2 separate regions of the Hordeum vulgare genome follow, and region 1 is linked to region 2. Evidence: chromatin contacts called from public Hi-C data. All regions are on one chromosome and are shown on one strand. Each heading gives the region's core, a stretch centred on a gene start, on an enhancer-like site or on the middle of the called end of the contact. The rest is flanking DNA. Distances are from core to core; before and after follow the strand shown. Region 1 has its middle 71 kb from the start of LOC123442913. Region 2 holds the start of LOC123442913 (26S proteasome regulatory subunit RPN13).

Region 1 (2,733 bases), core at 75-2,574, 71 kb after region 2:
AAGAAACATTACATTTTTCTATTGTGTAAAAGTATTTATCGAATTTGAAGACCAGTTTTTGTAAATCCCAAGTATTTTTTGAATATCCAGAGCATTTTTGAAATATAAACAGAAAAAAGAGAAACAGAACAGTATAAAGAAAATAGAAATAAAAAAATAGAAAACCGGTTTAGGGAACCTTCTAAAAGGTTCTGAAAACCAGAAAAAACCGACAAGGAAAGTCTAGCTACTGCGTCGACGGTTTACGCAACCCTGTGCGAAGCATGGACAATTGGATGTAGTGAGCGGCATATAGAATTTTCCCAAATTCACGACCACGTACTCATGTACGTGCGCTGCTGGCCAACAAAACCGATGATTGCTAGTGATTATTATGATATGAAAAATATTTGAGAAGACATTGCACCATTGAGATTCAAATGCGCTTTTTTAAAATTGTCAAAAAAATTCTTGAAATTGTAAACAATTTTGAAATAGAATTTTAAAACCAGGAAGAATTTTTAATTCTATTTTTGGGTGCCAACATTTTTTTGAAAACATAAACAATCTCGAAATTTTTGGAAAGCTTTTAGAATTATTGAATATTTTTTATAAAATTGAACAAAAATCAAAAGTCCAAACAATTTTTGAAAACATGAACAAAATTTGAAACTCTATTTTCTAAAACATGAACACTATTGTAATTACAAACAGTTTCGTGAAATGGAAAGCTATATTTGAAAACAGGAACTTTTTTGAAACTCGGATCATTTTTACAAAATGTGAAAAGAATTCAAAATTCCAAACATTTTTAGAAAACAAAAACAATTTTAAAAAACGTGATTGTTTTGGAATGTTTTAATTATTTTCATAAAAAGAACAATTTGTGAATATGTTGAATGTTTGTCGAAATTTAAGATTTTTAAAATAAAAAAGAAAAAGAAAACAAAACATAAAAACAAACCAAAATACGAAAAAGAGAGTAACTGATTTCCGAAACCGGCCACGAACCTTCGATAAGTTTTACAAAATCGATGGCTCGCACAATCACATGTGCCGGCCATTATATCAGTCGGGTGTGCGATTGCTTTTCCTATTCGCTGCAGTTCCAGCGAAAGTTTCGTTCCTTTCGTGTTGTTTCTTTGTCGTTATTACAAGGAGGGATTAATCCCCTTAATTACCATGTTAATTAATCTTCACACAAACATCTGAAACTTGAGTTTTTATCTGCGTTTCATCGTGTTTAGAAGAGGAGAGGGAATAACAAGCTTCAGGCCATTATGGTTCGGCACGAAGGAAAGCCAGGTCCTTCCGTCGACGTGGGCTGCGGGCACCACACATATGTGTGCTGCGGGCAGCAGTCGGACACTCGGACTCGGATGGCGATGGCACGGAAGTACACTTGTTCCATCTGTGCTGGGCAGTGCGGCCTACTTTCTCGAAGGCTATCATTGCGTTTCGATTTCATCCAACGGGCTGGGTTTTCCCTGGACAAGTACTGTTAGCTTCTCTGTGATGTTCAGATCAAATGATCAATGATATACGCCGCACCATTGCGGGAAGACGCGTACGAGACAGATTTTTGTGAATTTTGCTGAACTTTTTGTGTGAGATGTTTCAACATGTTTCATCTACTGTATTCATGTAAACCATGTGTTGAAATCGACATTAAACAAGTCTTAGACCCAGCCGCAGTCTTGTAGTTTCACAAAAGATCTGTTGAAATTTGTATTTTGGAATTGTATCTAATATTTTTTTAGTCTTTTGGTTGAAACATATAAGCAAAATTCAAAATTCAGGTAAACCTGCATCTTCCCCGCAAAAAAAAGAAAGAAGGTAAACCTGCACTTTGTTCTTTCTGTAAAAACATGCCCAATTAATTCTGCACTCCATGGAAGCAGGAGAGCGACATTTTGGCTCCATGGTTGACGAGGATACCTCTTTTAGAGTTACATATTCATCATCGTGAGCACGCCGACTCAAGTTTGAGAAAAACAAAGACCAACGATTAGATCTCTCAGATGCCAACTCAACTATCATATACTTTGGTCTCTAAGTTCCAAGTGCTTATGCGAAGATGATGTTGTCTAAGGGTATTTCTAACTGATCTCCAATACAGCCATAAGAAAGTAATTTTTTTGATTTACATCCTTATGACAGACCTTGCTGATCCCCTAAAAACGTTAAAGGAGTATAATTTTTTACTCCAACTCTCTATATCCCCCAAGATTCTCCTAAATATACACCATCATGCGGCAGCTGAGTAAAACTTCCTCTCGCCGCCACCCCCCCGCAGCCGCCACCTATGACCTCCGAGCCGGCCGGAATAGATAGCCCTCCCGCCGCGAGTGCCAAAAAAAGTTTGGGGATGACAAAGAACCACCGGTTCCAAACTCCGCCTCCAACCGCGCCAATGGTGTCCGGTGTGGCCACCACATCTGTGATAACAACACTTCGCCCTCCCGCCGCACCTACAGGAGGCAAACATGCTCGAAAGCCGACGGCGGCGCTCGCCGAGGCGACTGCCAAGAAGAAGATGAAGAAGACAACGACGGTGCCCAGTCCAAAGCCCGTGCCTCGTGTGGCAACTCCGACTGCCCCTACGACAACTGCTCCGGCGCGAGCGACAACCACAACCCACAACAAAAAAAAACGCGACTGCCAAGTGCTTGATGAAATCCCAACAAGGTAAAAATATAACCTCGCGTCCCGTTGGTATTCAATAGTGATTGTTTATAGTACTTGCTTTGACAT
Region 2 (2,801 bases), core at 49-2,548:
TAACAACAAGTCTTGTATTCCAAATCAAATCAAGCGAGTGAGAACTGATAAGTAACATAAGCATTTGCTTGGCTTTCACTTCTAAGAAGAATTGAGCCTTGCCTTCCAATTGCAATGAAGATGAGGTATGGTAGACCAAAGTAACTGCTTTGGTACTTCGTGCATATCAAAACGAAAAGGTTCTAGATGCACTTGCTTACAGAGAACAAACTTTTGAAGAGATTAGCAGAAAAGCAGGTACAGCATATGGGCATGGCTATCCACATTCCATGGTATTTGCGTCTTCAATCTCTGATAGTCTAAGACAGAAACATTCTATAGAGCATCTAAACATTGGTTGCTGAGCCATCAATCTATGTTTGTGACCAACTACTAGGAAAAACATTGCTGTTTGTTTGTTCCTTGATAGAAGTACGGATGCTATCATTCAACAATTGTCTCTCTCTTAAGATAGTATACACAAACAGAAAAAAGAAGCACTTGTCATTATAAGCTGATATGAGCAATTTTTGCCAGTAGAATGATAGGTAGTATATCTCAAGATTGACTCCTAGCTATATCATTATCAACCATACAGCTTACAGCCAATTGTTATCCTCAAGGTGTATTCCCTAGCTGTAATCATGCAAGCACACATTACAACAACTAAACCGGCTCCTCTCGCAATTGGTTGTTGTCATTTTCTTGCCAAATCATTCATCTAAACAAATAAAAACATATCGATGTTTCATCTTTGAAGATAATAATGGCAAACTTGATAGAGAATGAAACGAAATTCCACCATTTGCACAATCAGATTCCCCAAACGTACACAATGCTGCACATACAGACAATAACAGATGTCTATCGATTTCCGCAATATAAACAAAGTGTGATCTACTTCCTGCAGACATAGAAAAACATACACGAAAAAAAAATAGCAGCGAGCCGGGGTTTTTTTGGGGGGGGGGGGGGGGGGGGGGGGGGGGGGCAGAGGTGAGCTTCACCTTCTCGCTATAGGCGGGCGATGTAGCAGAGGGGCAGTGGAGGTCGGCGAGGGAGGCGCTCCCCGCGGTTGAGGTAGAAGAGGGAGAGGCAGGATACGGTGTGACGTCGGGGACGGAGCAGGCGTGGAGGCGGAGACGGAACCGGAGCGGAGGTTCGCGACGGCGACGGCGACGGCGACGGGGCGGCGTTCGACAACCGACGGGGCGGCAGCGGCGTGGGGACTCGCGGGGCGGCGAGAGAGGGGCGAGAGATTAGGGTGACAGATGGGAGTCGGGGCGAGAGAGGGGGTGGGGGTAGTCCTATGGTATGATAACCCTAGCGAAGAACATCTAAAAACACCCGTAAAAAAGAACAACTAGAAACTTCAATCCAGAAAAGCTCAAAATTGAGATTCAAAATTCTTAGGTATTGGGGTGGTTTCTAATTGATGAAAAAAAATAAACACAAAAATATTGGATGACAATACACATATGACGTTTTCTCGGGTAAACTGAACATTCAAAAATTACTAAAAGAGATAAATTTATGTTGTTGAGGATTTGTCATGTTCTAAAGTAATTTTTGCCATGTTGTACTAAACATTGTTAGAATATTGTCATGATGTAACAAGTAATTGCCATGATTAGAGCATGAAGAATTGTTAGCCTAAAAAATGATGAAAATTGTCATGCTCACGATTTGAAATGCTGGCTTGAGAGAATTGTCATGATGCATCAACATGAAAAGATGAAAATTGTTATACTTTAAAAATATAAATTATGGTCCCAAATGTGTTAATTGCCATCACGAGAGAAACATTTACTATCGTCAGCTCGCAGTTCGTCAATCGGATTTTTAACATTCCAAAAAATGTTTTTTAAATCTCATGCTCCTTGCATTCTTCACTTCCATTTCCATAATTCAAACTAATTAAACACAACTCAAACAAAAAGTTAATCCTACTCACATAATGAAACATTATAAAAGTCAAGCCCTCCTACAATATACAAGCATGACTAAACAATGAACATAATTAGAACATAAACTTAATCATGTAGTCCAAGTGTAGGCATACTCCTCGTCGGACAAAATGTCAATGATGTCTTCCTTTGCATCTAGCTCCTCATATATCGCCTCCTCGTCGGCGAGATCCTCCTAGAGCTCGTCCTAAGACTCGTCGTGGGTGTCCATTATAGCTCGCAGGTAGCATTGTCCTCGCAACAGACGAGCTTTTATGTGCTAGAAGGATCCGATTGTGCAACACTCCTTGGCGGTGCATTGCTTGCAGCGGCAAGCTCCAAGCAAAGAGCCTTCCATTAGGTAAATGATATCTCCAACGTATCTATAAATTTTATATTAATAACTGCTATTATATTATCACTTTTTATGGCTTCTATATCATTTTATATTATTTTTCTTGGCTAACTTATTAATATAGTATCCAATGTCAGTTCATGTTCTTTTGTTTATTTTTGGTTTCACATAAAATCCATATTTAGGAAGGTTCAAATACGATGCCAATTTTTAACAATTTTTTCTAGACAATAAAGAACCCTAGAAGCTTCGGGAGAGGTTGATACGTCTCCAACGTATCGATAGATTTTTATTGTTCTATGTTATTATATTAATAATTTTGTATGCTTTTTATGCAATTATATGCTATTTTATATCTTTTTTGAAAACTAACTTATTAACCCAGCGCAAGTGTCGGTTGCTATTTTCCTCGTGTTTTGGGTTTTCAGAAAATCAGTATCAAACGGAGTCCAAACGCTACGAAACTTTTTGATATTTTTTTATAGATCAAGCGAGGACCTGGAAGCTTCGAAGGGAGACCA

Evidence for each region. Hi-C and Micro-C count contacts between places; a contact is called where the count stands out from the background.
Region 1: a Hi-C map of seedling shows a contact between it and region 2, with 2.4 times the contacts expected there. The contact joins the enhancer-like site here to the promoter of LOC123442913 in region 2. A contact is called at or near these places in 2 of 6 Hi-C or Micro-C datasets (leaf and seedling).

What each region holds. Positions count from the first base shown.
Region 1 is chr1H:432,069,352-432,072,084 of MorexV3_pseudomolecules_assembly, forward strand. No RefSeq gene overlaps it. Among protein-coding and RNA genes, the nearest start is that of LOC123442913, 71 kb to the left of the region's middle. Within about 2 kb of position 1,325, at least 3 of the 3 cell types and tissues checked have open chromatin away from gene starts, as enhancers often do. A contact at or near this core is called in leaf and seedling, where this site is marked.
Region 2 is chr1H:431,998,616-432,001,416 of MorexV3_pseudomolecules_assembly, forward strand. LOC123442913 (26S proteasome regulatory subunit RPN13) reads right to left here and starts at 1,299. Exons shown (of 14, transcript XM_045119097.1): 1 at 987-1,299.